2 separate regions of the Gossypium hirsutum genome follow, and region 2 is linked to region 1. Evidence: chromatin contacts called from public Hi-C data. All regions are on one chromosome and are shown on one strand. The core of a region is the stretch at or near the end of the contact, and the rest is flanking DNA. Distances in the headings are between cores, read along the strand shown. Region 1 holds the start of LOC107886428 (nuclear transport factor 2A). Region 2 holds the start of LOC107886379.

Region 1 (4,885 bases), core at 2,278-4,777:
ATGTGGGTTTCATGAACATTCGCAGATTGGGCAGTGGGCCAGACAAGATGACATCATAGCCTAGTGGCCTCAACTTTGTTATAGCTTTAGGGGGTTTAGACATCCATTGCACCTGTTCAACGTCTAAGCGGAAGAAAAACCTCTCACCGGCGGCTTTCATCCACCTCCAACAAAGAAAGCAGTGAAATTTCCATGTTGAGAACCAATGGAATCAACTCAAGATATTGAGCTTATCAATCAGGCAATCCAGAAACTCTTAGAAGGTACCACAGTAAAAGATATCTCTGAAAACGATAATGACCACCTCCTCTCCAGATTGTTCTGTCAGGTATGTACACTACATCACAAAATCCAAATCTTAATCTAAAACCAAACTATTCATTCATTCAGAGCAACTTCATATGAACTAACCAGACCTCGTTTGCAAAATCCCCATTTAAGATGCCCTTACACTCGCCAACTCCATAGTTCTAATTCCCCCCCATCAAAAATGGGTTTTTCTTCATCTTGAAGAACTGATTTAAACATCATTGGGATTTATTTTTAATGTTGTAATGCTGTTGTTGAACAGTTAGAATCATTAAAAGAAAATAACAACCTGAAGCAATCTGAAGTTGAGGAGTTAAATTTTCCAAGGGCTAAAGATGATAAAGCAGAGGCAAAAAGTGAAAATGGCAGTGGACGTGGGGGAATGGGTGTTGAAGAATTGGTGAAAGAGCTTAAAGCAATAAAGAAGCAGAATACCATAACCCATGGCCTTCTTTCGGTGATGATTGTCGTCACTTTGTTCTGGCAAGTCTCTGAAGCATCACTCCTCCTCCAGGTTAAAAATGGTCTCACTCACCCTTTCAAATCTGTTGGAAGTTGGCTTGTTACACTGCTCAAAGGTCGAGCCAAACCTACACAACAACATTGTAATCACCTTGTTGATGCTTCAGCTTCACCTCCCTCTCTTCAACTTCCCGAGTTCCCACATCTGGGATCCAGCGGTGAAGGACACTGAGTGGGAGCCATCCAAGGTTTTACCAATCATAGTTTTTGTTTATTTTGTTCAAAAGTAAGTAGCAAAGTATCGAAATAATAATTTTATTTAGGATTCCATCTATTATAATCAATCAATAATCCAAATTCTACTCTCCTTTGCTTTGGTTTTTAACTCAGTTTTAAAGATTGTTTTCATTGGGCTTTTCTAATCCAATAATACATCTGTGATTCCAAGATAATCATATGTGCTTGTGTATATCACAACATTAACCACCCAATGTTTCAAAACCAAGGTCCAGACCCGTGTTATGTGCACGAACAAGATTCAATCCTTTCAAACGAAAATAATACAAGGAAACAGAAAAAACATTCACAGTGGGCATACAATTGCATATACATATCTATGATTCATTTGATTTGAAAATAACTGAAATAAGTCTCAATCAAAACATCCAATTCACAGGATAGCGTCTTTGACCAACTGAACCAATCAGTCCCTGAAATATGGAGAGATATGGAAACCATAATGGAACACGAAACATAATCATCCCCCAAAAAAACAAAATTCCAAATTTCATTAGAGCCTAAAATAGGCAAAACGTGTTTTAAATCCTCAGGCATTGTATTCCCATCCCTTGATTAATCATCGTCTTCACGCGTAGTTCAACCTGAATATGTCATTCAACACATAAAAGCTTCCCTGTGGCGTTGGCATCAAATGAAACATCTGATAGCAGAATGCAACATAAAGATAACCTAGGTTAGTAAAGTTGTTAATGAAACTGAACCAAGGCATTGGTGGATGCAATATCTATTAGTTTTCTAAACAGAACATTAAAAACATAATGTCTTTGCATTCATAATTTTAGGCAACATAAAACGGTTAACTACTATGTTGCTCAAATTGGGGTGTTAATGTCGATGTCTGTATATTCAATTTCCTCCAAGTTATAAAATTTAGAGGATCTTGGAGGCTCATATCCCCATATCTATACCCAAAAATATGTTGAATACAGATGTGTACTTCAAAAAAAATGTAATCTGGGATAAACATTGGTTAACTATCAACATAGATGAAACACATATAAAAGTTTGCTCCACGTGAATGAAAGACATAAACCATAAGGAAATCATCAATGTCTCCAGGTGAGGAAGGGGCATGTGGTAGTGGATTTTCTTTTATATCCAGTAGAGTCGCAAGAAACAACATCAAGGGAGATGGCAGATAATTGTTCAGAGTGAGCACTGAGAGGACCTCTGTCACTTATGCGAAAAAGACAAGTATAAAAATGAAATGAGTACAAGCAAAGGGCGCAATAAACAAAATGAAACAAAAGCAAGCTCTTGAATGCAGTGTCTATAGTATAATTACCTACACAACTACGGCCCACACCACGCTTATAGCAAGAGGATAGGAATATCCAGGACCGACACGGTCCAAATAATTGATGACAAGGAACATGTAAATGTGCAGTTCCAGGTTGCAAAACAAAGTAAAAGTGGAGCAGGTTCTATGGAAAGATGGTGGATCCAAAAACAAATCCACATCTTCCAAAACGTATTATGGCACAATTTAATGAAATCGGGTTTATAGCCGAAATAACATTTTTTTTACCTGAACCAATCCCATCAATATAGATGCAAAATGAATGAAAAATGTGCAATTCCTGGAACTGTAATCTTAAGCAAATCCGATGAGCATTAATGCTTAAACATCACAGATAAGACCATTATTAAGATCCCATAGAGAACATTTCCATTCCCGCTCCGGCTTCGGTCAGATCAAAACACCAACTTAAAAGATCCACCAATACGAAATGGAATCGTGAAATTAACACAAGGATATAACCGATGAATTCAAGAGTGACACATAAGATTAGCCGTAGATGGCTGAGCTAATAAGAAAAATACCTGGCTGAACTTGAGAGCATGCTGCTCGCCAACGAGTTGGAGGTTACCGCTGACGAAGACGAGCATGCCGCCGGAGCCGGAAGGCTGGCAATCGACGGTGGTGATGTTGTGCTTGCACTGCTGGAAAGGAAGGCTGGTGAGTTTAACGACGATGCTCTGAGAGCCCTGGATCTTTTGACCTTCGAAGGTCAACATGGAACCTTCCTGGTAGAGATTGGCTAAACCGGCCCGGTTGGCATCGAATGTGGAGTAGTAGTGCTCGACGAAGGCCTTGGCTACTGCGTCTGGATCCATCTCACTTTTTTTTTCTTTATATGAAATTGAGTTGTGGCTTCTAAATCACGCCACCAAAGCAGCAGCAGCAGCCAACAGAATGAAGAAGAAGAAGGAGAAAGAGAGGCGACTGGCGAGCCAAGATTTGAGAGAGGGTTTTCCTTTTTTATCTCTTTTTTTTCTTATTTATAATAATAAATATTGAGGTGTATTTATAGGAGGATTGATCCAACGGTTCATTTTGAATCATAAAAAATTAATATCAAAATCGAACAGTGGATGCCTGCCGGCGTGTTTTTCTTAATTTCATTTCTTTCATTTATTTTATTTATCAGTCACTGTAGAAAGGGCCCTCACTTATACACCCTCTTTTCTTTGCGTCAATATAACGCAGCTAAGCCAAGCAAATTTATTGGTAAATCTTAAGAATAGTCCCTCTACTTATCAATTTGTTTGGATTTAATTCATTACTTTTGTTTGATTGAATCTTTACTTTTTAAATGACTCATTGTCAGTCCATTGAATAACTTTTCTTTCATTAATTCCGTTTAAAATTGAAGTATAATTACCTGTTAAACCTCTAACACTTGTAACTTTTGTGAATTTGGCATATGCTTCTTCTTTTTTTTTCTATCTTGAACCCTTTTATCTTTTGAGTTTTTATCAAATTGAAAAATTTTCACTACAATTTAACAAAACCATTAGAAATTATACCATATGTACAAGTACATTATAATTGTCGTGCTCCTATTTTGTTGTGTATGTCACTCAGCAAGTAATTTAAAATTAAAAAAATTAAATATATAAAAATTATAAACATTTTTGCTATACCCCTACTCTGCTTAGATATGTAACAACAAGAGAAGTGATTTAAAAGGCCCCTACAGATGAACTTCCAGTTGGTCACCTCATAATCAACCATTAACATATTTTATGCCACCCATAGGAAAGGCACCCCACCCGCCTTTGATCGCCTGTTCATTATACTTGTCCATGGGTCGGGTCGTTCGCCCAAAATATAAGAGGGTTTGGACAAAAATATAGGCTTAAAAATTGAGTTTATGCTTATGAATAAGACCCTTTTAAAAAATAGATCGGGTTTCAAGTAAAGTTTTTTCAGCTCGAGCCTAGCCTGATTTTATTAACCTAAATATTTTACCCCTGTTCCCAGCAAACCAAGTTCCTCATATTCCTCTTTCTCTTCCCAATCCTTAATTCCCTTTTCGATCTCTATTTCCCCTTCCTTAATCCTTAATGACTAAATTTTTTTTCTTCATACTTTTTTGCCACTGATGCTTCTTGCTTCATTTGTCATATCTACTTCTTCCTGCTTCCTAGTTTTCTTTTCTTTTCTTTTCAAGTTGAGGGGGAAAAAAAAGGAACCTGATCGAAGGTTGAGAAGTTATCAGCAATAAACCCATACTTCTGCTTTGTAGATTGCTTTCTTTATAGTTGGGAAGGTTTATTATGACTAGTACTATCATTAATCGAAGCAGTGTTTCCCTCTCCGAAAGTAGAAACTTGTAACGGTGCGGCAGCCATGGATGGTCTGTTTAGAAAGAAAATTACCCATCTCATTTTCTTTTTCGTCGTCTTCTTTTCTTTGATAAAATTAGTTTATTTATATCGTATTATTCTAAACAAGCATAATAAAGAAAAATAGTAAATGTTTTGGGGTTTGGTGAAGCAAGAATATATATACACACTGGCTTACCTC
Region 2 (5,082 bases), core at 1,081-3,580, 530 kb before region 1:
ATTATTTCTTCTTGAATGGGTTGATTTTGTGTTGTATTTTACATGTACTTTTTCTCTTAAATTGTGACTTTTTACCTGTTGATGTCGCATTATCTGTTTTCGTGAAGGACTGGGGATAAAAATGTGTTCAATTCTAGGTTCTCCTAATTTTTTTTTGGATTAATTTGGAAATTGTACATAAAAAAGAAAAGAAAGAACTTTATAATAAACCCTAGGTTCTTCCTTTCGTACGTTTTTGTCAAGTTACTGGATTTCATCATTAAGTGACTCTGATTTCAATAGCACGCTAATAATGGCAATATACTGTAAGATTTGTAGGTTTGAGATTGGGGGTATATTTCATGATTGATAGTTGAATGGGTGAAGATTAAAAAAAGGAGGATGATATTTATTGAACTTAGAGGACTAAGTAAGTAGGATATTGTGAATTAGAGCTATGTTTTGCGAAGTGCCTCTTTTGTTCGCAGGAATTAATTCTGTTCCATCCTCTGCATTTTTTTATTAGCCTTAAATCGCTTTTGATAGATTCTGCTAAAATTTGGCGTTTGATATTTTGTATTTTTACTAGTGTAGTGCTGAACTGCAGGTTGCAGCTATGAGAGGTGAGCACCAAACCTAGGAGAAAAGAAACTGTGAAACAGAGCTTAATGGGAACTCTCTTTCAGGTTGGTTTTGGTGGTGGCCGAACCTTTGGTTGGTAGGATTTAAGAAGTTCCTGTCTTGTTACACCCCATATTCCCCATCTCCTTTTATTCGGAATGCTTTCAATGCTTTCGAATATCAAATATGTTGTTTACTCTTCACCAAAATTATGCTTTCTAGTTTGTCCAATCTTTTATTTATCTGTTGATCTTTGGTGCATGCCTTTCCTGAACCTTTTATGCAATCCAATGCAGATCTTTCTTCCTACAGCACGGGAAAAAACTTTTTTACTAGTTAAAAAGGGGGAAAAAATGAGTTTTTGTCTATGAGGTTTGGTTTTTTTTAATATTTGATTTGAAATGAGCTTTGGGTTTAACTCGAACAGGTAAACTGAGCCTTGATGTTAATTATTATGGCATTGCTTAAGGTTATAATAGGTTCATGATATCGCATTAATGACCCGTTTTGCAACAAATTTCCTTACTTATTATACCCTGCCGCTCTCCGATCCTTGGGAATCATTTGAATCAATTACCTTTTGCGTTAGGCTGCTAAATTTTATCCTTGTTTGCGTGACATGAATGTATCTCTTCTTCAATCTATAAAATTTAATGCAAAGATTTAGCAGATCACTGATAAGACTTTATATTCAAAACGCTGTGGGAATTGTGGCATTGCAGCATGGAAACTTATGTGAAGAGAAAAACAAGATCGAGACAAGAGAGTTGGAATATGGGTTGGATAATTGAGGAGCACTGGAGTTCTTGGGAAACCTATTGTACCAGGCTTTCTTCCAGTAGTAATGCATGCTGGAAATGTGTATAAATGTTGCTTCATATGTAACTGAGATATGTGGATGTATTATAGCGTCTTTGTGAATACAACTATTGGTGTTCTATTTTGGTTATTACCAACCCTTTATTGCGTGCAAGTCTCTCCCATCGTTTACTTGTTGGATTTAAGGGACTTCCGTTGCTTTGTTTTTTAACGTTCAAAATCTTCATCAGCTAATCAGCATAGAATTTCTTATCCAAATGGAAGGTTAAAACAAGCAAAAAAAGACACTTCGACAAATTATCTACTAGGCAGGTGTCTGTTAAAGAGGTCTTTTTACTTTATATTTATTTATTTATTTTCTTCTTTGTTGTTGTTTCCTTCAAAACTAATTTTTGTCCAGAAAGTTGTGATATTATCCTCAGAGTCCGAACATACAAATAAAAGCACAATTTTGCTATTTCACCAATCATTTCTATTATTCTACTACTGCATTAAGGCCAACAAGATAACAATCCAAAACCAAACACTTCACCCTGGGGAAATACATTAACCAATCAGAAGGGTAATAAAAGAAAAAAAAAAGGACTAAATCTTACAAAACACAATAATAAGAGTGGCAGGCTATCCAGTGTAGATGTGAACACCTATGGCGATGAGGAAGATAGTGATGAGTCCAAAGAAGATAATAGCATGGACAAGAATGGAAATCCCACTGGTTTGCATGTTCACAAACTCCACCACTTTGTTCCTCCCTGGCAACTGAAACAACAATCCTGGACTTAACAACACAAATAGCACCACCGCTATCACCACCGGTCCCCAGTCCGCCATACTTTACTCTTCACACTCTCTTGGAATGAATGAAGCTTTGAAAAAAGGTGGGTTGTGGTTGAAAGAAGCAAACAACGCACGGGGAGAGGGAAATATATACATGCATGTCTACATCGTGGGTTCTCGACAGATGCCACTGCAATAACAACGTGGCAACATTACGGATCGTCCGTCCCTTTCCAATGACTGTAAATTGTAATCGTCTGTCTATCCTTAGCTAATATAATTAATATTTCTTTCCTTTTTTCTGATTAACAAATAAGAACCGTCTTTGGTTTTTATTCCTTTACCTTTTCTTAATTTTTTTTTTCCAGAACATGGAAGAATTCCTAAACTGCAAGCAGTTGTCACATGATTTGATTTCAATTTCAGAGCTTCCAAGTTCTATTTTTCTTTTTACACATGTTGAATTCGAATTAGAAATTCGTTTAAAGTGTGAATCTATGAGTTGCAATTGAACCATGTATTTCTGTTATTGCTTTTTTTCTTCTAAAAAATAACCTTATGAAAAAGGAATAAGAACATATATATATAATTACCATATTACACAAAAAGGTAAGGCCTTGGCAGGATCTTTTATCCAGCATGGCAATAATATATAAAAGGAGCAATCTTAACCTAGTAGACAAGTTTGAACATGGTATGGATTGGATTCAACATTTTTGCATCATAATATAAAGTCATTATACATGTAAAAGAATCCAAATGCACTCTCTTCAGCGGGGTCATTATTTTTGGGTAAGAAGTGGATTCCGACTAATGCCTAACAGTCATGTTGCTTGATTTAGTTAAAATTCCCAATCATGTCCGGTTGAAGTCTAAATCAAAAGCTGTTGGTGAATTACATCAGAAACTCCAAAGTCAAATGGCCTGTCAAACCATTTTCTTTCATTTCGTGGCTGATTTTAGATTTTATGTTTGATTGCAAAACACCCGGCATCAAGTAATTGATACAACTACAAATCATTAAATTTAGTCCAAAATCTATCATGAAGAATATATATGCGCATATGTAGTGAAATATCGGCTTATTCCGTGGGGAGCATCTGCATCAACTATAAGCAAAGCCACCTTATTCCTAAAATCTGATAGTATAAAGTTTCAAAAATTGATTCTTCAAGACTTTGAAAGCCAGAAGAATAATAGCAAAGGCTGTCCATGCCAGGTCCCATTGTAATGGTATACTAAGACTTCCCTTTTTGGTAGCACCAATATGCTATATTCTATCATTTTACTTGAATTTTTTTTTTCAAAAAAATCAAATGTCAACACTCACATTAGAGTTAAAGTAATAAACATTGTATGTCATCACAATGTTTTACAAAGGATGGATACCATTGCATTGTTTGTTGAATCTACGTAATTGTCACATTTGATCTAAGCTGTTGTGTGGACCAAGTCATCAAGTTAAACAATTATTATTCGAACTCTTGATTTCATTTTAAAACCAGTTTATTGTTGAAGTTGAAAAATGCTTTTGAAAAGATTGATAGTGATTACTATTGCTATTAAAAAGTGTTTTTAAGAAAATATATAAAATGTCTATTTTAAACATGATGCTGTAAAGTAAAAAGATATATTGAACTTCTTAAAAGAGGATAAAACTAATTTCAACCAAAAACCCTTTTGCAAATACTAAGAACTATGTTATAAAATAAAAGAATAGAGAGCAAAGAACAAAGGAAATAGAAGAATAAAAGAGACAGCGTATTTTATTGATCAATGGAAGTAAGCTACAATGCTTCTCCAAAATCTATATTTATAGACATAGAAAGTATAAATAAAATAGAACTCTACTTCTAATGACTATTAGAATTTAAATTTCATCAAAACTTATCCTGATCTTAATGGACATTCACTTAATAAAATATTCATAATATTCCCCATTGGATGTCCATTGGTAGATAATGTACCTCGTTAAAACCTTACTAAGATAAAAACCTCGTGGGAAAAAAATTCCTATTGAAAGAAAAAGAGTACACATATCTATAATACGCTTAATATGCTGCTTCATTAAGAACCTTATCAGGAAAATCCAATGGAACAAAACCTCGGTTAAGAGAAAAAGAGTATAGTGCGTATTTACTCCCCCTCATGAAAACATCACAGACTTTCTCATATTCTACTTATTCAATCTTGAATACTAGCTTTTCAAATGACCATTTGAAAGTATTTGTTAAGAATTTATATCAACGTTCTTTTGAAAGTCATGACTGATGGAAAATTTTGGGGAAATATATTTTGATCTTTTCAGGAGTTTCAACAATAATCATAGCAAACTTTAATCATGATTCTTCTATAAGAATATAAATAGGTATTTTGGATTATTTTATAATCCTCCTTCAACTACTATTCATTTAGTCAAATTTACTACATATGTTTAAATTATTTCAAATCATATAAATAAACAATTTCTTGAGAATTTCCATATGCTTCTATCATTCTAAATCATTCAAAGATTTTAATATAGGCTTTACTATATAGTTATTCATAAAAGGTTGTAACAACAAACATTAGATGCAAGTTAAATATGTTATGAATTGTCAATTTAATAATATATCTAAAGGTTATTGGTTCCACCACAAAAAAATATTATATATTTTCATAATTAATACCAGGACTTAGTGAAAAGTTTCATATTTTTATTCTGCTTTTGTGAAACTACTTCATTTGTACCCTCACTGACTTTACACCTTTAGATATTTGGACTATTAGTCCAAAAACTCTACGAATTTAATTGTACTTGAGTTGTGTCTTTCTATTTTGACCAATCTATTCGATATCTATATTTCTTAATAGGTTTATTCAATATTCTCCTTTCATTTCAACAAT

Evidence for each region. A called contact is a pair of places that touch in the nucleus more often than the background predicts.
Region 2: a contact with region 1 is called in a Hi-C map of leaf, with 2.4 times the contacts expected there. The contact joins the promoter of LOC107886379 here to the promoter of LOC107886428 in region 1. A contact is called at or near these places in 2 of 34 Hi-C or Micro-C datasets (callus and leaf).

Annotation. Positions count from the first base shown.
Region 1 is chrA03:76,566,997-76,571,881 of Gossypium_hirsutum_v2.1, reverse strand. It overlaps LOC107886428 (nuclear transport factor 2A), which reads right to left and starts at 3,527. Exons shown (of 2, transcript XM_016810382.2): 1 at 2,896-3,527; 2 at 1,372-1,711. The coding sequence starts at 3,189. The coding sequence ends at 1,637. It overlaps LOC107886426, which reads left to right. Exons shown (of 2, transcript XM_016810381.2): 1 at 1-328; 2 at 572-1,536. The coding sequence starts at 206. The coding sequence ends at 1,003.
Region 2 is chrA03:77,099,117-77,104,198 of Gossypium_hirsutum_v2.1, reverse strand. LOC107886379 reads right to left here and starts at 2,330. Exons shown (of 1, transcript XM_016810313.2): 1 at 1,852-2,330. The coding sequence starts at 2,250. The coding sequence ends at 2,041. LOC107886378 reads left to right here. Exons shown (of 2, transcript XM_016810310.2): 2 at 587-1,549. The coding sequence ends at 606.